2 separate regions of the Mus musculus genome follow, and region 1 is linked to region 2. Evidence: chromatin contacts called from public HiChIP or PLAC-seq data. All regions are on one chromosome and are shown on one strand. Each heading gives the region's core, a stretch centred on a gene start, on an enhancer-like site or on the middle of the called end of the contact. The rest is flanking DNA. Distances are from core to core; before and after follow the strand shown.

Region 1 (5,881 bases), core at 2,820-5,319, 58 kb after region 2:
GAGAGAAATAGGCAAGGCAATTGATTCTGGGGTAGCCAGGGGCCCATTGGATGCTTGTACTTCTCTGTCCTGTCTACTCCTTCTGGTAGGAATGCCTTATTTTCCTCTGAAGGCTCAATATCAACCCTTGAGCCCTAAGCACACCTGCAAAAGAGGACTGAAAATGACCTCATTTTTTTTTGAGTGATTCCTCCTGGAGAAGTTATTTTTTAAAGGTTTCTTCTGCTGGCTGCCCTTGCTGGCCATTGTGGGAACCTTCAGAAGTCTTGAGTTATACCCCTTTGCAGACTAGAGTCCTGCAAGAGTTGTAGACAATCAGTCTGTGGAAGGAAGCAACACACCCAGATTACTTTAGGAAACATACCTTTATTACTTTTCTCCTGCTGTGACAACATACCCGGAAAGATCACCCTGGGGGAAAAACGTTCCTGTGGATTCCATTTTGGGGATGTAGTCCATCGAGGCAGGGACGTCATACTGGCATGAGGCAGATGCTCACATGCATCTAGAGTCAAGAGGCAGAGAGAAAAGTGAGTGTTGGTATTTGGCTCACTTTTGCCTTTGTAGTCAGCCTGCAATGCCATTCCATGAGATGCAATTGGCCACATTGAAGGTGTGGCTTCCTTTTTTCAATTACCCAATCTATATTCCTTCATAGATATACACAGAGGTTTGTCTCCTGACTGATACTGGACACCATCTTAATCATTAAGCCAGAGCTGTGGGTGTGGTTCTATTTTTTCTTTTTCCAATTTTTTATTAGGTATTTTCTTCACATTTCAAATGCTATCCTGAAAGTCCCCTATACCCTCCCCACCTGCTCCCCTACCCACCCACTCACACTTCTTGGCCCCGGTGTTCCCCTGTACTGGGGCATATAAAGTTTGCAAGACCAAGAGGCCTCTATTCCCAATGATGGCCAACTAGGCCATTTTCTGCTACATATGCAGCTAGAGACACGAGCTCTGGGGGTACTGGTTATTTCCTATTGTTGTTTCACCTATAGGGTTGCAGTCCCCTTCAGCTCCTTGGGTACTTTTTCTAGCTCCTCCATTGGGGGCCCTGTGTTCCATCCAATAGCTGACTGTGAGCATCCACTTCTGTGTTTGCCAGGCACTGGAATAGCCTCAGCTCCAAACTGTCTCTGTAACTCCTTCCATGGGTGTTTTGTTCCCAATTCTAAGAAGTGGCAAAGTGTCCACACTTTGGTCTTCGTTCTTCTTGAGTTTCATGTGTTTTACAAATTGTATCTTGGGTATTCTAAGTTTCTGGGCTAATATCCACTTATCAGTGAGTACATATCATGTGTGTTCTTTTGTGATTGGATTACCTCACTCAGGATGATACATTCCAGATCCATCCATTTGCCTAGGAATTTCATAAATTTGTGGGTATGGTTCTTATCTGTGCTGTGAGAGTAAGTTCTCTCTGCTCTCTACCTGTACCTTACAGGCCAATCAGAATCTTAGGTTGAGCCAGGAACCCTCTGCACTCCTGCACTCCTAATACACACTTGGGGTCTTGGGGTGCCGTGCCAGCAGGTTGCTCTTCTCCAGCTGGTTGCTTCCTATCCCATGAGCTCTTCCTGCCTATGGCAAAGCTAAAACACATGCCAAGGTCTTTTCTGATGATAACTGGATACAAGGAGGACCACTCCAAGAAGCAGGGGTGAGGGGAAAGGTATGAATGAGCTTTTTCTTTCCTGTAACTTCCTCACTAGGTACAAACCTGGAGAGATCTCCAGAGAAAAGTAAGGTGGGGTGGAGCCTGCACAGCCATGATCAAGCACAAGGTTAGAGCAGATGGGATCAATTTGTGGAATTCCATGCATCTGGGCCTATCTGGTTCTAGCAGTAAATCACCAGTAAAACAATCTAGCTAAGCAGAAGGCTTCCTATTTAATATTAGTGCAGGAAAGACCCCAAATCACACGTAACTTAACTGGGTGATTCTCCAAGGCACAGTGACCTCATGAGGAAGCACACATGAGCTCTCATAGAGGTGCACAGAGAGTGTTTGCCCCTGAGATGAGTCATTCCATGGCTCAGTCCGGAGAGGACTTTTGCCCATGAGGTTTTGCTACTTGAGGTTAAGCTGACCAACACCTCTGATGAGAAGACAGGACAAACTCCTGTGGAAAAGGGCCTGAAGCCAAGGTACAGCTTGAGACACTGGGAGAGCTGGCGTGTCTCTGGAGTAAGGAATTGAGTAGTCATGGTTCTGGAGCAGGCTGCTCCGCACTGCCTGATGTGCCTTAGTGATATATTCAGGGTGCTTGGCTACAGTGGGTGTCAGCATATTGTCCTAAGCCCTGAGGCAGAGTAATCATGATCTTAGAAGCTCCTCTGAATGGCAGTACACTGTCATGTTTAAGGATCAGTCAGTGATAAGCACCCTGGCCACATAGCCAGACATGGCTTCACTTGGAAGGGCTCATTGTGGACACTGAACTTGGCCATGGTGCTTGCTCTGCTTTCAGATACTGCACGATGGGGTTATCAATATTAATGCACTAATGAAACCTTAGTGACATTGTCTCCAATATTTTATGTAAAACCATACAGAGACATTTTAAACCAGAGCGCCATTCAGATGTTCACCAGTGAGAGTTGACCACCCACATTCGCAGTGCCTCTAGCTTTACTATTTTCCCCTCTCTACTGTAAAATCTCCTTCAGAATCTCCCATCATATCTGTAAAAACAGCCCAGTTCCTCCTTGTTTCAGATGCAAACACTAAGGGGAAGATAATTACTAGTGAGCTGGCTCAGAGTTCAAATGTCTGGAGTATAAAGGACTAAAATACTAAAGATCAAAAAAAATTACTAAAGATCCTTGGGTTGGAGATAAAAAGTGGTGAATCCAGGTCACATTCTGCTCCTACAAACACCTAGAACTTGGGGTGATCGCCTTAAATCTACCAAGGCTATTATCAGGCTCATCTTAGATTCAGTGTTGCTGGTTGTCTACCTATGTTATGGATTCAATATATGGTTTATGGTCTTTCATGAGTTATTAGACACAACTCCAAGACTTGTTTTTATTTGAGGAGTAGCAATAACAACCCTCATGCCACAATATGGCTGTCATATTGAGATGTTGAAACACAATGGGAATGTCCATTCTTGACTATGTCTGGCATGATGTGGGCATAGCTAGAATGACAAACGTCAAAAGGACAAACATGCATATATCACTGAAGGAGGGGATATCACTGTATCTGTGCTGTATTTAGAAGGAATGGTAGGAAGAGTGGCATTGATTAGAAACCTAAGTGACTAAAACTGGACACAAAGAACCAGTGATTAAAACAAACAAAAAACATTTCTTAGTTCACACCCTGTGCATCCTCTGTATGACTCTGTGGAAAGAGCTGATCTGGTTGCTCTGGAAGAAGATAGCTTGCTGGTTTATTGCTTCCCATCAAAGAACTATGAGACCCCTGACCTCTCTGGACCTTTGGAGAGGCCCGAGGGACAGCACAGCTCATGACTTCATTTGCTGTTTATGCTCTCTGCCCTCCCATAAGAAACTCCTCTGCCAAGGGAGACACACTCCTCTGACTTGAAGAGCTCCTGTCTGTCATGCCTGTCATCAGTACAGAGGGGCCAACTGAAAACACAGATCAGGGTGTCCTTGGGAGGAGGAGGTAGCAAGAAATGACTTTCTACAACACCTCAGATCCCCCCAGCCCCTCGTGTGGCTCAACCTTTGTTTCATGCTGCCACAGAAAACAGATGGTGACATTCATAACACTGCCATGGCTTCAGTGAACATCTCCGAGGGAAATGTGGCTCTCAGAGAGCATCCTTTTCCAGCCTCCTCCTCTCCTCCTCTGCCTGCTAGGCAGCCCTGATGGACAAGGAGCTCTTCCTCACCCAGCAGATGAGCATGTTTTGACCTGATGGGTATGGGCTCTGAGAAGGAGAAGAGAAACTTTGAGAGTTTACTTACTACCTTTATGAAAACTCTTTTTGTCCAGGCAGGCAGGTCTGTGAGACAGTTCACACATGGAGGACCAGCTGCTCAGGAGTTCTGTGGCAGTAAGGACACAGAGCAGAAGGAGGCGGATGCCAGACAGGAAGCAGAGTCTTCCGGTTCATAGCAGTGCTCTGCCACAGCAGAAGGCATGGCACTTCATATTGTCAGAAATAAAACATCTAAAATGCTTTATTTGCCTGGTGATTTCATCACAGATGTTTTTAATAGAGTATGGGGGTATCAAGGCTCCAGGAGTAAACAGATCCACGGTCACATCAAGATCCCAGTTTCATATTTTTTTTTCCACTCCCCTGTGTTTGCTTCATCTCAAAACCAGCTTCTTTCATAGTGGCAAAGAGATTGCCATGGTTTCAGGTCTCACCTCTTCACATAGAAAGCAATGTATGACATCAACAGTTCTTTGTGAAGAGGACCTTCTGTCCTTCTTAGAAGCTATTACCAAACTTCCTTTTGTGTCTTACTGGTGGTTGCTTATCTCTCCCAGACCAGAGACATGTCCACATGCAACTTCCTGCTATTCAAACAGTAGTGGCCCAACCATGAAGTTAAGGCTTACTCCATCTCTATGACTTCCTGCTGACACAATAGGGATGAGTGAATGTGGTCTTGAGAAAAAGACACTTTCATGATATCTACCATGGGGCTTACCGGGTACCAACCCCAGTGTGTGCCTGGCACACACCTCTGTTCCCACCACCCATTTATCTTTCTGGCATAGAGAAATAATATATAATCCTAGAAGAGACAATATGCCCTGTTCATAGCCAGAACTCCTTGCCTTACTACCCCTTTATAGTGTGTCGTTGTGTATGTGTGTGTATTTGTGTGTGTGTGTGTGTGTGTGTGTGTGCATTCTTTGTTTGTTGATGTTTCTAGACCATGGAAGCTATAACGGACAGGGTATCTTGTAGTATTCAGAAAGGACTGGCCCAGTATAGCTTTGGGTGACAGAATGTGAGCTGGAGAGCAGGGAGTAGGCAACCTGCAAGGAACACACTGTGCTGAGTGGGACCAGGAGTCTACTGCTAGGTGCATGTGGTAGAAACCCAATCCTAAGGAATTGAGTTTTCTTTTCAATGAGTGTTTTTTCAAGGGGAAGTCGTTGGAAGCCTGCCTCAGAGGTCTGTACTGCTTGTTGGAATTCTGTGAAACTGGAAATGTAGGGGCCCTTGGAAAGTCACATGGGGGACAATGAGATCCTATCAATCCTGCTTGTGGGTCAGGAGATAAGTGGTGGTGGGTTAGCACCCCACCTTTCCCAGCCTGTCGCTTGCTGTCAGGCTCAGTAGTGTCCTCTTTCTCCAGCTTGTCATGCCCCTCGATGGGCCTGAGACTCAGGCTGAGACAGGAGGGCCTGGGGCTGATCATGTTTTTCCATTCACCCCTAGTGCAGTAATCTTGTTGCTGGCTTCAGTTTCCAGCTTGGATAGGTGTGAGCTTGACCCAAAGAATGGAGGGCAGCAAGAGTGAAGTGACTTTGTGTTGAAACAGAAAGTGTACCACCAGCCCCCTCCATTGTCCTGGCCTCTTTGGTGGCAAAGGCACTGTTTCTCTTCTGGAGTCAAGTTCCATGGTAAGAGAGAAAAGAGGAAAGCATCATTAGAATGCCCATCACAGCTCCGAACCCATTTGCTTCTGCACACATTTTCCCATTTGGTCCAAGTGATTTTGTATCAAAGACAAGGCCAAGGTTACTTTTGGTCAATGACATCATTTGGATTCCCTCTAGACATCTCGTCTGCTCTCCTTGGGTCTCAGCCACGGCTGTAGTGGGCAGGTCACTTTGAATTCAGATTCCCATTGAAATGATGCGATATGCCTCATTTCATTCTGAAACCCTTTCTAGCTGGGGTATCCCTGAGACACAGAAGCTGGCTTGG
Region 2 (5,567 bases), core at 1,229-3,728:
AGCCCAGTGCCCCCAAGGGTCAAGCTCTGTTCTCCAAGCAAGCTCCTTCTAGGATAGAACTGTTGGTGTGGGATTTTCATCTTGAGCACACACTAGCTGTGAGACCAAGTGTGAAACTGACTAGGGAATAAAAGGCAGCAGCCATGTTGGAATTCGTGAACTTCCTGATACTGAAAGATCATAACCACGTTCTTCATTCTGGGTCCTGCTTCTTTCAAACATCTGTCTCCCAAACACAGAGTCAGACAGATAACATAAAAAAATAAATGGATAAATAAATAAATAAATAACAAACATCAAGGCTGTCTCCCCTCCTCTTTGGTTTTGATAGGGCACCAAGAGATTGCTCTATTCTATACTTACCTGATGGTAGGGATGGAGAAAGAGATAAAGGACCGCCCTGATCCCTGCAGAGATGCCTTCACCATAGGAATTAGTGAGCCTGTCTGAGCTAAGGTACTACTGTCAGGAGGGCATCAGAGATCCCCACCTTCTGCTCCCAGTGATGTCTGGCAGCTTCCAGAAGCTATCGATCTTGCTGGTGCTTTATCTCATTATCCCCTCTTACTCGGAGATTTCTCAAAACAAATATCAACTAGCAGAGTCCTTTCTTTGGGGCATGGGAGTCTACCCTGTCTTCCCGAGAATCATCAGTTTCTAGTCTTCCCTATTGTCCTCCCGTTTCCTTACACACATGCTCACCAACCCCCAGATCACACATTTCCTTCTGTCTATGATAGTTTCTACCCCACGATGAGTTAGTGTTCATTCCCCGACTCAGCATTTTCCAGATCCCCATCTCCCACCCACCTCCCTGCCTTCCACTAGAGACACTATATGAGTGTCTTTCCTAACAAGTCGAGATTACTCTGAATTCCTCAAGGGTCACCACTATCAAGAAGGCTTGATAGTGGTGACAGAATTGGAGAATTCTCCATGATGCTCCAATCTGGATGAACTTGAAGAGTTTGCGTTCCTCCTTTGTTACCTGGTGACCTAAGCAAAGACTCACCTAGCCATTGCAGGGAAGGTGCTCTGGATATGGGGCAGCCAACATAGGAGTGGGAGGGAATAAACACATGGAAAGCAAATTCTGCTCTTCAGCAGAAAACAAACCACCTGTGATCACTTTCCATGTCTCCAGATGTTGTCAGGGGACATCTGACACTATATGGGATGGAAGGTCACTCACAGTTGATCCTGTGGGTCCCTTGTGACCTGGGCAGGGAGAAGTCTCTATGGAGTTTCCCCACTTCCTCCCAACTCCCGAGGGCTAGATTGCTCAGGCCCAAGAGCCATCCAAACATATATCTGATTTCTAGGACCATCCTTTTGGAATAAGACTTAAGTTTAACCACCACTTGGAAACACATCTCTTCTTCCCTTCCTCTGGGGTCGTGTGTCTTCCATCCTGCAGGCAGGTACCTGGGATGAGGCTAGGGAAGTCCAAGCCCCTGGGAGTGAACCCCTGGGATCACTAGGTGCCCTTTTCAATGGTACTGCAGATAGGGGTGGGGATGTCAGCCTCTACATCTTTAATAGGCAGGGGCAGAAGAACTCGAATTAGGGAGTTGGGGCCTAGGGCTCTAATCTTGGGGGAGGGGTGGACTGATTGTCCTTGTAGAAGGCCAAGAGTCTCCCTCCTAGGGAACTTACTAGGGCCCCCTCAGGTTCAGCCACACACTGGACTTGCTTCAGCTCCTCAGAGAGCGAAATGTGAACCCTAGCCAGAGGGGGAAGCCAGGACAACCCTAATAAGCCAAACCCCCCCAGGAGGCCAGTTTCAGGACTTGAGCCTGGCTCACCGGGATCCCCACCAGGGGGCAGAGGGGAACCCCTGAGGCCAGCGGCAGGAGGCAGGACCAGTGGCTAGGAATTGGCCACCTAGCACACTCTAGACGCTCTAGCTTAAGGCAACGGATGGAAGAGGGCCAAGGAAATCCTTCTTTTCTCTGAAAGTTTCAGGCCAGTCCTCCTTGGTGGAGATCTGTCTATCCACATCCCGCCTAGCGGGCCTCCCCCACCGCACCGCCTCTTTCTCTGGGCACCAAAGGGTTGAAGGGCTGTGCACCGGGCTCCCTCCACAGCCCAGTCTCCTCCCTGCGCCCCCTCCCCGCGGTGCTGGCCAGCGACTCATAGCATCCCGGGCGCTGTCCCCCTCCCGTGCGCAGCCCCCCTGCCGCCGACCCACCGTGGGGTACGGGAAGCTGCGCTCACTCTAGCTGTTGGCGCGCTCCGGCCGCCGCTCGGCTCCGAGTCCCCCACCCACCCACCCCCGCGTGGACACTGGAGTGCGACCCCGAGCTGCACTCCCGCAGCCTGAGGTCAGGGCCTGCTTCGGGTGGCCAGCGGCCGGCCCTCCTCTCGCCGGTCCTTCCCCGCTCCTCCTCCACCGCCCCCGCCGCCCCCGCCTCCCGGCCGCCCCCGCCGCCGCCGCCCCAGGCCGAACGCGGGCGCGGAGCGTGGGAGCCATGGCGCGCGAGCAGGAGAGGGACCCCGAGCGCAGGGAGGCGGCGGTGCGGGCGAGCGGCGAGGAGGAGGAGGCGGCGGGGGAGGAGGGACTGAGCGATAGCGACGAGGGCGACGGCGTGGAGACCGGCAGCGGCCGGGAGGAGGGAAAGCAGGAGGCGGCGGCCGGGTGGGAACGCAGCGAGGACGCGCGGCTGCTGCGCGCAGGGCTGCCTCCTGCCGCCGTCCCCGCCGCGGCCGCCCGCGACCCGAGCGGACGCCGCCCGCCAGGGACGCCGCCCGGCTGTCCGAGGATGCCGCCGCCGGGCGACCAGGACTGCGCGCGCCGCCGCAGCCGCCGCCGGCGGAGGGACCTTCTGCTGAGCCAGCTTTGCTTCCTGGCCTCGGTGGCGCTGCTGCTCTGGTCGCTGTCGAGCCTGCGAGAGCAGAAGGGTGAGTGCTCGCCGCCTGCCCCGAGTGGGCGCTGCGGCTCCAGCAGTTCGGGCTCTCGGGGCTCGGTGCCCGGCGAGCTGCGCTGGGTCCAGCCACACCGAACAGGCACGGGGACACTCCGGTCTCTTGCGGGGCTAGGGAGGAAGGGGTCTGGGCTCTAGGACTGCAGCGGTGGAGGAGTGACCCCTTGGGCACCAAGAAGACCTTTTCCTCTTGCCTTCTGCCCCTTTCCCACAGCCTGGCTGGTAGTGGCGGCGGTGACAGGGAGGGACCCTTTCACTACCAAGGCTAGTAATAAAGTTGTTCTGACAGCAATCAGTACCTGTGCAGGTAACCAACCACCTGTACTCCTGGCTTACTGAGGGAATGCAGGGTAGGCTGACCAGCTCACAGCCGGTTCTCCACGTGTTCTCCACACAGAACAGGTGGGGTGGGCAGTGGAGAATGCTCCTTGCCATCTTTGCGATCCAAGAACAGGTGCTGGGAACTTACTTCCGTTAGGAGAAAGTGATAGCTACCAGTCAGGGTTTAGGAATGGGCATGCTCCCTTAAAGGGTTGCTCAGCAGGAACACATGGATTCATTTCTCAAGGCTGGCTTGCTTCCTTTCACCGACTTGATGCTGGGGGCGGACCACTCTATGCTGCCCACTTTTTCCTTGGTGCTTTGGCTGGTGGTGCATACACACGTGTACACACTTGTACACACACACACACACACACACACACACACGATAGTTTGGTTTTATCTTTGCCCTTGGCTTTTTTTGGAGCTAAAATAGACATTGGGGAGAAATGTGCTCAAAACAGTTGTCCATTGGAAACAATTTGGACTCTGGGGTGCAGCTGTGTAAGAAAAAGAAACAAAACAACCTCACAGAAAGGAAAGACTTGAAAGAATAACGGTCGTAAAATGATTTCTTATCCTGGCTTTTCGAATATCAGGGTTTGTGGGGAAGCAGACAAATAAATGATTGTGGGGTAAAACAGTTACAGCTATGTGCTGTACTGTTAAGATAGGCACAGTTCTAATACGTGGTGCTTTGAAGCACACAATAAAAGCATTTTGATAGCGATGGTGACATTTTAAAAGGTGCCATCAATCAAGAAAGGGTTTTCCCTCACCATGGCTGGTGTGGTGCCTCATGGTGAAACTCAGGGGTCATTCTGAACTTAGCAGATCTCTCTACGGACTTCATCATATATGGTAATAGGAGAGAAGCGGGCCTGGTCTTCAGCAAAACCCTTAGACTCCATGACTCTCTCTATTGCTTTTGAATCTCTGATTTTCTGGCCCTGGGTACTGACATGAGGGAGGTGGGCTGTACTATTTGAATGAAGTGAGACTTTTTTCCAAGGGAAGATTCAGACCTGCTAAGTAGTATGCACTGACTGTCCCGAAGAGGGTGAGTGGAAGCCAGCAGATAGTTTATGCTTCCGTTGGCAAGAGTTATTCCAAATCACTTGGTGGCCGTTTCTCTACAGGTTGGAGCCTGTGAGTAACAGGCTTCCCAGCACTTTGCAGGGCATAAAAGACATTTGTCCTGGATGTTGAATGTGATCCATAGGATTAAGTGGATCAATTGCAGGGGTTTCCGTTCCTGCTACCACCAGATGCTGGAATATCTGGGCTGATAAGGCATCACACACTGTGAACTTAGAATCTGATGACTACTCTTCCCTTTTGAGATAGTTTTCCTGACATTTCTCTCCAGGTGTTACTGACTCAGACATCATTCCATAGCATGCCCCCATCTCATTCCTTCTCTTGTTTATCTTTCTCTTCTCTTTCTCACTTCTCTAGCCTGTCTGCTAATGTCCAGTTTATGAACACTTCCATGCATAGCAAGAAGACTTAGTTGGGAAAAACCCAACAATGCTAATGACCTTGCTACGCAGGCTCTGTTTACAGCCCCCACCCCCAACTCTATGACTTGCTAGTCTTAATTCGGTCTCTAGTCACCTTTTCTTGCATTAGATACTGATGTTTTCAATAGGTGAAGCACAGCCGTGTTGGAGCAGCAAGACACAGTCTTCTTTCGAGATAATTTTAAACAGATTATTTACCACATAGAGATCTTCCAATGATATTTTTGCCTAGGGAATTGCCATTTAGTATTATAAACATCAGGGCAGAGACTCTTATCCTGAAATTTGGGGGGGGGGCATTCTACATACTATCCTTGTGTCATTGGCAAAGGGTTCAAAATTCACCTCATTTTAAAGATACTGGGACTCACAAAAGGTGACTGAGTGAAGTCATATAGGAAGTGAGGTGTGGAGGTATAAACCAACCTTAGGTGACCTTTGTTCTCAGCTCTGTTTCTTGCTTCAGGGTGCAAGACTGTGGTGTTCATATGGTCATGGGGGGGGTACCTTCCTAATAACCAAAGGTAATTTTTATGTTTAAAGGCATGTGGTAATTATTAAAGATAACCAGATATCTTCTCAGAGGCTTGTTTCCCATGATTCCCACCCCCACCTTGTTCTTTTTCTTTCTTATAAAAAGGGTGGTTAGTTCTTTTTATAAGAAAGTCCAAATAGAGGTGTATGGCAGTTATGTTACATAATGTCTAACATTTCTAATCATGGAATTTAGGATCTCTTTCTTAATTTCTAAGTAAATCCAGATTTGGTTATATACTAAAAAGTTTGCTTCTGTTTTGCA

Evidence for each region. HiChIP or PLAC-seq counts read pairs in DNA pulled down with a chosen protein or histone mark.
Region 1: an H3K27ac HiChIP or PLAC-seq map of the HPC-7 cell line shows a contact between it and region 2, with 8 times the contacts expected there. The contact joins the enhancer-like site here to the promoter of Slc24a3 in region 2. A contact is called at or near these places in 3 of 39 promoter capture datasets (HPC-7-derived erythroid cells and embryonic stem cells), 17 of 484 Hi-C or Micro-C datasets (ECoMG-derived neutrophils, LSK cells, bone marrow-derived macrophages and 10 more), 7 of 115 datasets of contacts at active chromatin or transcription factors (CD8 T cells, the HPC-7 cell line, double positive thymocytes and 4 more) and 2 of 9 other capture datasets (adipose tissue and liver).

The regions. Positions count from the first base shown.
Region 1 is chr2:145,221,777-145,227,657 of GRCm38.p6, forward strand. All of the region lies in intron 1 of Slc24a3 (solute carrier family 24 (sodium/potassium/calcium exchanger), member 3), which reads left to right. Among named protein-coding and RNA genes, the nearest start is that of Slc24a3, 57 kb to the left of the region's middle. Within about 2 kb of position 4,070, at least 101 of the 459 cell types and tissues checked have an H3K27ac peak or open chromatin away from gene starts, as enhancers often do. A contact at or near this core is called in CD8 T cells, ECoMG-derived neutrophils, the HPC-7 cell line and 10 more, where this site is marked.
Region 2 is chr2:145,165,297-145,170,863 of GRCm38.p6, forward strand. It overlaps Slc24a3 (solute carrier family 24 (sodium/potassium/calcium exchanger), member 3), which reads left to right and starts at 2,479. Exons shown (of 17, transcript NM_001356497.1): 1 at 2,479-2,901. The coding sequence starts at 2,763.